Linked DNA regions of Ovis aries: region 2 is linked to region 1. Evidence: chromatin contacts called from public Hi-C data. All regions are on one chromosome and are shown on one strand. The core of a region is the stretch at or near the end of the contact, and the rest is flanking DNA. Distances in the headings are between cores, read along the strand shown. Region 1 overlaps TRIO (trio Rho guanine nucleotide exchange factor). Region 2 holds the start of DNAH5 (dynein axonemal heavy chain 5).

Region 1 (4,675 bases), core at 563-3,062:
CTCTTTTCTAGCAAGTGAGTTGGTGCTTGTCATTGTTCAGTCACTCATTTGTGTCCGATTCTTTGTGACCCCACGGACTGCAGCACACCAGGCTTTCCTGTCCACCATCTCCTGGAGCTTGCTCAAACTCATATCCATTGAGTCAGCAATGCCATCCAACCATCTCATCTACTGTCGTCCCCTTCTTCTCCTGCCTTCAATCTTTCCAAGCCTCAGGGTCTTTTCCCAAAGAGTGGGCTCTTCGCATCAGGTGGCCAAAGTATTAGAAAAAGGTATAATACCCAACGACTGTTCTGTGCAGGTAGGAGGGAGCCTCTGGGCAGACGGCCCAAAAGCAGACCCTCTACGTGCAGAGGAAGGGCAGGTGAGTGCCCCAGAGCCTGGCACACTAATCCAGAGTCTGTCTTCACACTGCAGGAGGGCCAGGAGCCCCCAAAACCAAGGTCTACTGTTCAGTAGGGGACCACTGGCAGGGAACACAAGGGCTTTCCTGGAATTCCAGGACCGGGAAGAAAGGCGGGAATTCTGGACACCTCTAGATCTGGTCACATTCCCACCACCTTCGCTGAGATGATAGACCTTAAAAAATCAGTTCTTTTACTTAACTGACTGGGGAAGGTAGTCAAAATGTGAATGACAGACACGAACGTGTCATAATCACCAACGCTATCTGACCAACAATGTGCCTGCCAGCTAGAAGAAAATGCTTTGGGCACCAAATTCTTAGGCCAACGCTACAAGAATAGAGCAGTTAAAAATCCACTGAAATGCCAATGCTGTTATGTTATGATGGGTGAGTTAGCTTATAGTTTAGTATTTTGGACTCTGACATTGTATCAAGGTACAAGGAACAATAAAGCAGATTAGAAAGTTAAACTTTACCTGAAAGGTATGCAACTTTTTCCTTTAAAATTGGCAAAACATCCATAGCTTTCATTTCATCGTTTTTTCGAAACCCTGAAAGACAAAGGAGAAAATATAATGACTGGGTTGCTTGAGTGTCATTTAATTTCTGAACCACCCTTATCTCCAATGCCAACACAGCTGCTTTCTTTACACCCATGAAGTTAACTTTTTATTCTGTGAAGGAAAGTCTCTGATCCTTCTCCTTTAATGAGGAAGAGCAACTTGCAGACGCAGACCCAGAGGCTCCCAGACCAAGCAGGCTCTTTAGGTCATTTCCAGCCTTAAATAAAGAATCAGTCCCCGAAAGACTAGATGTGAGAGTAGTCCAGATTGTTTCACAAATCTTCCCCTTGTAATGCCATGATTAACATAAACACTAGCAAAGAAAGTAGCAACATTGTTTTTAAAAAACAACTATGAGTCATGGCACGCTAAATCCTCTAGGGGGAGCTCAAAGCCACATCCTATCTGTGAATCTGGTTAAAAATAAAAGTGGCAGGGAGGAGAGCAGGGATTATAAATAGCTGGGGACCGGCCACGGCTCCCTCTCGGCTCTGTCCTTCCGGGTTTTCTGGGTCATGCCCCCCTGGAGGAACGTCACTGGCCAATGTGGCAAGATGGTCTGGTGTCACCTGCCTCACAGGGTGACACCAGGCCCCTCTTCTCACATCAAACCAACTCTCCCCACGCCCCCAACGTCGGCGAAGGCCAAGTGGAAATACTCTGGCCAGGAAGCACAGTTTAGGACAAGCCAATGTCCATCTAAGCCAAGGGAAGCCTGGCAGCCCCAACATGCCTGGCCGAAACTCGCCAGGGTGGCTGCCCACACGGGAGTTTGGGGTCAAGATGTTCACACGTGTAATAATGTCTCGGGATTTTACTCTTGGAGGTCTCTACAGGGGTCGTCTGGGTTCAAGATATTGGCTATTCTCATCAAAGCAGTGACTGTGGGAGGTTCAAGAGGGAGAGGACATACACCTAATGCCGATTCACGTTGGCTGACTTACGGCAGAGACCACCATAATACTGAGGAGCAACTATCCTACGGTTAAAGATAAATAAACTTACATCTAAAAAAAAATTTTTTTTAACCCAGTAATTGTCATTCATGGCAGAGGAATCTCTTGAAAAAAATTAAAGACTACTGCCCCAACCCTATCTTCCTGTCTGTTTTTGTCAAAACTGTACAAGGAATGGATCCACACTGTGAGCTGGTAATAGCCAATGGAAGGCACAGACCTGAAGGCCGAGAGAGAAAAAACGCTCTCGGTAAGTGATCAGAGTTTCCATGTCTCATGTGCCTGAGGGGTTCCTACAGACCAGCCCTGCCACAGGGCTGAAACCTGTAAAAATCGCCTGTCTCAAGGCACAGACAGGAGAGGGATCAAAAGCAGGAAAGAGGAAGTCCCTTTGTAAGGACTTCAGGGCAGGGCCCGGCCTAAGCCACTTGGAGCTGCTGAAACAAGTCAGGACACAGCTCAGGGCGACCTCGGGAGCTCCAACCAAGAGGGCGAAACCGTGAGCAGCAGAAGGGGAGCCTCAAAGTGTGTGGATAAACTTGGCCCAAACCTCTGAGTCTGCAGGTTTAGGGCAAGCTCCCTGCAGCCTCGGCTCCCAGCTCAGGATAAGGACCAGGACCTGACTCGAGGCTGGAGTCCAGCCTACTGAAACAAGCATACAAACAGCAACCACACCGGCCCCTTTGGGAGAACAGGATCTAGTCTCTACAACATATCATTCCCAGAAGCAAAGATTGCATAGATCAGTAACAACCCTGTCCACAGAATACCCATGTAGGAAGAACCCAGTTTAACAGGATGCAACTAGTCGCAAAGAGTCCGACCCAACTCAGCAACTCAACAGCAACAAAATCATGGAAGTTGAAATGTCCAAGGGCTTAGCACACTACCCAGCTGGCTGAGAAAGGGCTCTCTCGACACAGAACCCAGGCCTCCACATCGCCAGCCTCTTTTGCTTTCCAGTATACTCCGCCTTGCGCTGGCAACCCACCAAGCTTTTAAAACAGGGGCTATTTATAAAAGGCAAGACAGGAGCCAAGCGGTCTGCAATTTCATCCTTAAGCTTCCTTCAAAAACCCTTGAATGGACGCAATGTCGTCTCAGAAGTTCATTGCCCGTCATTGGGTGGTTCACTGTGTGTCCACAAAGACTGAGGACATCCCAGTTGCAGCTGATATGAACATGGATGGCAGCGGGGGAGGCAAATACAAAGAGGAATCGGGCACCACGGCAGCCTTCTTGGAGACGAGCTCATAAGTACCTGGAGGGCAGGGTGTGGGATGGAAAGTTCTGTAAGCTGCACGTGGCACCCACGTGGCAAGGAGGAGCAGATCAGATGACAGGATGCTCAGAGGGAGCAAGCCGTAGCTGCGGATCCTCACCCACGGGGATTTGAAAAGAGGATCCCCTTCCACCGCCACCAGATAAGAAAACGCTGCTTCCGGCCGTTCCCTCAACAGCCTGTGCCCGCAGGCGCCCCGGCCAGGGCAGGGCGGAGCCTTCAGGGAGATGCCACCTCCACGGCTGTCCTGGACTCCACACCACAGCAGCAGGCACTGCCTATCACACAACCCTCAGCAAGAGGAAGGTCCCGATTCCTGGGCAGGGACCCCAGGAGAGGCCGGCATCCTTGACAATTCCCGCCAACTCTGGGCTACACTATTTATTAACGACCTTGATGGCAAGAATGATGCTAATTAGAACTGGCATGTTCCTGACCGCCCCACAGGAAGACGATCGTACTGATAGGAAAACGAAGTGGAGGAAACGAGACAGCCTTCACCTGCCATGCCCCACTGTAAGCCACAGACTGACTCCTGTGGGTCCTCAGTGTCTTCAGAGTAGCTACTCTAGCCAACCAGTTCCTGAATCGCCTCCCTAGATTAAGTAAGATTCACCGTTTTTCCAGAAGAAGAAAGACACGTGAGTCAAGGGCTAAACTGGTGTGGAAATGCATTTAACTTTTATCATGACATCTGTACATGTCCCAACATAGACTAGAATGTAAATTCTAAATAGTTTCACTGCAATATTTTTGTTGAATATGCCACAGAAGAAGAAATGTTACTGTTATTAAAATTGACAATGAAAACATCTAAAACAGAAAAGAGAAAAACGAAACAAAACAAAAAAGAGAACCATAAAACTAACCACACAAAGACACCGAGTTTGTGGCTATTATTAGGCGGTCACCTAAGCATCATGTTTAACCCGGTTTCCATTTTTAAAAACAGGCAAAAGACGGAGGCAGCCTGTACACACACTGAAGCCAGATTAAATATATCATGTAACTTTCAATGAAAAGCAGGAAGAACTCAGCCATGAAGCATCCTCAGATCAAAAGGCAGATTCAGTTCCAGGCCCTGAAGAGCTATTTATGAAAATGGAGTGCATGACTACAAAAAACTTACAAATAAATGCCTTCTGGGTTATTCCAGTGATTCCAGACTACACTACAGATAGGATAACTCCTACTGCCTGGCTTCCTGATGCATAAAAGGACCAAGCTGTGGCTCTTAAGCTTGTGGGACAAAGGATACACCCAGCAACCATGCTGGAAGCACACGTCTGTCCTTCCACACTCTCAGCGTTCTGGGGAAAGGACAGGTGAATGCCATCTTAGAGTGACAACTGCGAGACCCCAGACCATACCAGTGCCACAGACCACGTAACTCAGCACTTTACTTCCAAGGGCCACCAAACTTCACAGAGAGAATTTCAGGATATCAGTCCTGAATATTCACTGGAAG
Region 2 (4,675 bases), core at 1,239-3,738, 280 kb after region 1:
TCAAGGCTATGGTTTTTCCAGTGGTCATGTATGGATGTGAGAGTTGGACTGTGAAGAAAGCTGAGTGCCAAAGAATTGATGCTTTTGAACTGTGGTGTTGGAGAAGACTCTTGAGAGCCCCATGAACTGCAAGGAGATCCAAGCAGTCTGTCCTAAAGGAGGTCAGTCCTGGGTGTTCATTGGAAGGACTGATGCTGAAGGTGAAACTCCAGTACTTTGGCCACCTGATGCGAAGAGTTGACTCATTGGAAAAGACCCTGATGCTGGGAGGGACTGGGGGCAGGAGGAGAAGGGGATGACAGAGGATGAAATGGCTGGATGGCATCACCGACTTGATGGACATGAGTTTGGGTGAACTCCTGGAGTTGGTGATGGACAGGGAGGCCGGGAGTGCTGCAATTCATGGGGTCGCGAAGTCGGACATGACCGAGCGACTGAACTGAATTGAACTGAGAGCTGAACTATTTAATACAGTAGCCACCAGTTACATTAGCTAGTGAGCATTGGAAATGAGACTGGTCTGATTTGAAACATACTGTTTGTGTAAAAGTGAAAGTGTTAGTCGATCTGTCATGTCCGACTCTTTGAGATTCCCCTGGACTGTAGCCCGTCAGGCTCTTCTGTCCATGGAATTCTCCAGACAAGAATACTGCAGTGGGTTGCCATTCCCTTCTTCAGGGGATCTTTCTGACCCAGGGATTGAACCTGGGTCTCCTGCATTGCAGGCAGATTTTTTACATCTGAGTCACTGGGGAAGCTCCAATGTTTGTGTAAAATACACGTAAAAATTTGAGAATGGGGGTTTCTCTGGTAGTCCAATGATTAAGAATCCACCTGGCAATGCACGGGACACCAGTTCAATCCCTGATCTGGGAAGATCCCACATGCAGTTGGGCAACAAAGCCCTTGCACCACAAGTACTGAGGCCATGAGCTGCAGCTATTGAAGTTCAAACACCCTAAAGACTATGCTCTGAAACAAGAGAAGCCACTGTGATGAGGAGCCTGAGCACCACAACCAGAGTAACCTCAGCTCTTCACAACTAGTGAAAGAGCAACCAAGATCCGGTGCAGCCAATTAAAAATAAATTGAGGCTATAGTATGATAAAAAGAATGTAAAATATCTCATGAATAACTTATGCTGATAATATGTTGAAATATTTTGGATGTTATTGTTGAGTTGCTAAGTTGTGTCCAACCCTTTGTGACACCATGGACTGTAGCATGCCAGGATCCTTTATCTTTCACCATCTCCTAGAGTTTGCTCAAATTCATGTCCATTGAGTCAGTGATGCCGTTGCAGAGAGAAGTCAATCCTGAGATCTTGTTGATACTGTTTGACTTGCTTTCCATTGGTTTTGTTATTATTATCATACACAAGGGCCTGCCTCAGAGAATCCTGCCCCTCTGCCTGTTCAAGTACCTTTTTTCAGAACCCTGTCCACCTGTAGATGGCAGGAGAGAAGAAATTAACACATCCTCCTGCCTGAAGCTTGCCATTCTAGGAGACACTTGTAAGATTAAAAGGTCTTTTTATTTTGTTTCCTTACCTCCTCTCCCCTATCTCTGAACCATAAAAGAATGGGCAGGCAGACCCCAGTAAAACGAATTTTTGAGGTGTTAGTCTGCCATCTTCTTTGTCAGCTGTCAGTGGATGGGCTGTCTGAAGAGTCATATTCCTTGCCTCAACAACTCCTCTCTTGGATTCAGTGGCCTCTGTATTGGCCTCTGTGTGGTCAGCAGAGCAAAGCTGGACTCGGTAACAATACTATGGGGTAAATATTACTAAAATAATTTCACCTGATTCCTTTTACTTTTAAAAGCATGGCTCCTAGAGGTATAAGCTGACACATGTGGCAGACATTTCTAATGGGCAGTCCTAGCCCCAAGGATTGAGGACGGTTTGCAGAGATGGAGATATTTTTATTCTTCTTTGTGAAGTCTTTTAGGGCAAAATTCTTGGAAACTTCATACATGTCAGTACAGGTGTTGTTCTGACAGGCAGACAGCATTTACCAAATTATCTTAGTCACCTCCAGGTTACACATTTCCAGAAAATTCATTACCTAGGCTAAAGAATCAGCTGTGAAGGTACCCGACAAGGAAGCAACAAGGAACCACAGTACACGCAAGGCTGTGGGAAGCTGTGGGAATTAAAATGGAAACATACTAAGTCTCCTTTTGAATTCATTTTTTCCTGAAGCTAGAACCATAGAAAACTCAGTAGAGAAATTCCAAATGAGTAGACTTGGCTGATGCCAGAAGTAACCTTCGGATGAGAGCCAACAGAAACTTGATGGAAAGCAGCCAAAACGCGGCATCTGGGGCTCGGAAGCCGAAAACTCTGAATTTCTTCTCTGCTGGGACCGGTGGCGAGAGCGCTGCAAGAAGAGCGCTCCTTCGACTTCCCGAGGAGCACCGGGGACGGGAGGAGGGCCCTTAGTCCAGGCGGAGCAAAGCTCGTCGCCATGGCAACCACGTGAGCCACAAACAACCAGCCTAGCCTAGCAAGAAGCAACCGGAGCAGACGCCTAGGAACGGCGCGAGCTGGGGACAGCGGTGGGAGGGGTGGGCAACAGAGCCCAGCACCAGTCGGCTGGGCCCCCACCCGTGGCGTGTCCTCCCCGGAGCACCGAAACGCAGCGCCATGGACAAGCTGGTACTGTGCACAGTCCCTCCGCGCGGCTCCCACGCCCCCGCCCCGCCCCCGCCACGGCGCATGCGCGACCTCGGAGATGCTGGATGCTGGGGACTCCCTGGAGTCCACGCGGTCACGGGGAAGGGGCGCGCGGGCGGGCTCAATTCCCTGCTTCACATTCAGGCCGGGTGGCCTGAAGACGCTTTCATGAGCTTGTGGGGCTAGAGTTGCTGGTCTCTGAGTTTTGCTTGTTTCCCTCAGGAGGTGGTGGTGGTCGATCATGTCCAGCAGAGCGCGCGTAAAGAGCAGAAGCGCAGGTTCAGGGACCGCCTTTCTCATTTTATCACCAACTTGCTGCGGAAAGGCCGCCCGTGGACCCAAGCAACCCATTGACCCAGAGCGAGCATCAGATATATCCAGGCGTGGCGGAGGCCGCTTTTGTGTGAAGTTTGTTGGCTGTTACTAGCTCTCGTTAGCCCTTGGGTTTGGACAAAAGCAAATGTTTAGTTCCCTTGGAGAGAGGGAGCCGGACGGTGTGCAAGGAAGCCCTGTTGGGTGGTTTCCTGATGTCTTGTAATTTCCCCTCAGTGCAGGGCAGGGGAGAGGGGGCTGGAAAGGAATTCTGCGCGTTTAAATCAGGTTTCACTCCATTTGGCTTTGCTCTCTTAAATGAGATTTATAGGATGAAAAAAAAATTCACCTACTTGTTTTTGCCTTTGTCTTCAAAAGGGATTCCTGCTCTTTGGAACTCAGGGAACGTCTAGGAGACTATAAAGCCTTTTCTGCAAACAAGAAACAGGGCACAGGGAGGGGTTTTTGTACCCAGGAGGGCCTCAGAGGGTCGCGATCAGTTTCAATATGGATTTCTGTGGTTACAGTATACATTTTTTCATTTACACTAGCTATAGCTATGTTGGGCTTCCCTGGTGGCTCAGATGGTAAAGAATCTGCCTGCAATGCAGGAGAGGTGGTTTTCATCCCTGGGTGGGGAAAATCCCCCGGAGAAGGGAATGGCTACCCACTTCAGTATTCTTGCCTCCATGTACAGGGGAGCCTGGCAGGCTATAGTCCATAGGGTGGCAAAGAGTTGACACTATTGAATGACTTTTACTAATACTGCTATAGCTATATTACTATAGGAATATAGTATGCTAATCAATAAAATGTGCATCCTGTCATTTAATAAACATAAATTTAATACTGATTTAATTAAGAGCAATGTGTACAGTTTATGTGGCTTCCGAGGTGGCTCAGTGGTAAAGAACCCACCTGCCAATGCAGGAGATGCAAGAGACGCAGATTTGATCCTTGGGTGGGTAAGATCCCCTGGAGGAGGGCATGGCAACCTACTCTAGTATTCTTGCCTGGAGAATCCCATGTACAGAGGAGCCTGGCGGGCTGCAGTCTATGGGGTCGCAGAGTCAGATACGGCTGAGTGGCTGAGCATGCATACAAATACATATAGTGTATGTGTATGATACTTCAACAGTTTCCTCCCCCCTGTAGATATTTACCTTTTACAAACTGTTTTATTTTTGTGAGCATCTTGCCATGATAGACTCATATTATTGCTCTTATTTTCATGTAACTTATATGCCATAAATATTTGGAATTTCCAAAATATCTGTTGCATTTCATTAAGACAAATACCCGTTAGTTCATTTAATCTTTTTAGTGACTCTAACCCATTTTCTGTCCAGGAAAATAGAGACCCTGAAATGACAGATGGCATTGCAACTGCTAATGCCAATAAACCAATGATATTTTTGCATATCTTAATTTAAACTTCGTATATTCTATAATCTTACATAAGTTTATCAAGTTTTATCTCTGTAGGGATATAAAACTATGGCTCTTAGTCTAAAGCCATACTCTTTTATGTTTTATTAATTATGCTCACTTTAAGATTGAAAAATGTAGGCTGCTAATGCAATATATATATATGTGCTAAGTTGCTTCAGTTGTGTCCGACTTTTTGCGATCCTATGGACTGTAGTCCACCAGGCTCCGCAGTCCGTGGGATTCTCCAGGCAAGAA

Evidence for each region. A called contact is a pair of places that touch in the nucleus more often than the background predicts.
Region 2: a Hi-C map of hypothalamus shows a contact between it and region 1, with 3 times the contacts expected there. The contact joins the promoter of DNAH5 here to the enhancer-like site in region 1. A contact is called at or near these places in 7 of 16 Hi-C or Micro-C datasets (blood, hypothalamus, liver and 3 more).

The regions. Positions count from the first base shown.
Region 1 is chr16:59,034,044-59,038,718 of ARS-UI_Ramb_v3.0, forward strand. TRIO (trio Rho guanine nucleotide exchange factor) reads right to left here. Exons shown (of 57, transcript XM_060400268.1): 2 at 883-957. Among named protein-coding and RNA genes, the nearest start is that of TRIO, 120 kb to the right of the region's middle. Within about 2 kb of position 1,813, at least 32 of the 54 cell types and tissues checked have an H3K27ac peak or open chromatin away from gene starts, as enhancers often do. A contact at or near this core is called in hypothalamus and liver, where this site is marked.
Region 2 is chr16:59,309,534-59,314,208 of ARS-UI_Ramb_v3.0, forward strand. It overlaps DNAH5 (dynein axonemal heavy chain 5), which reads left to right and starts at 2,489. Exons shown (of 78, transcript XM_060400272.1): 1 at 2,489-2,659. The coding sequence starts at 2,648.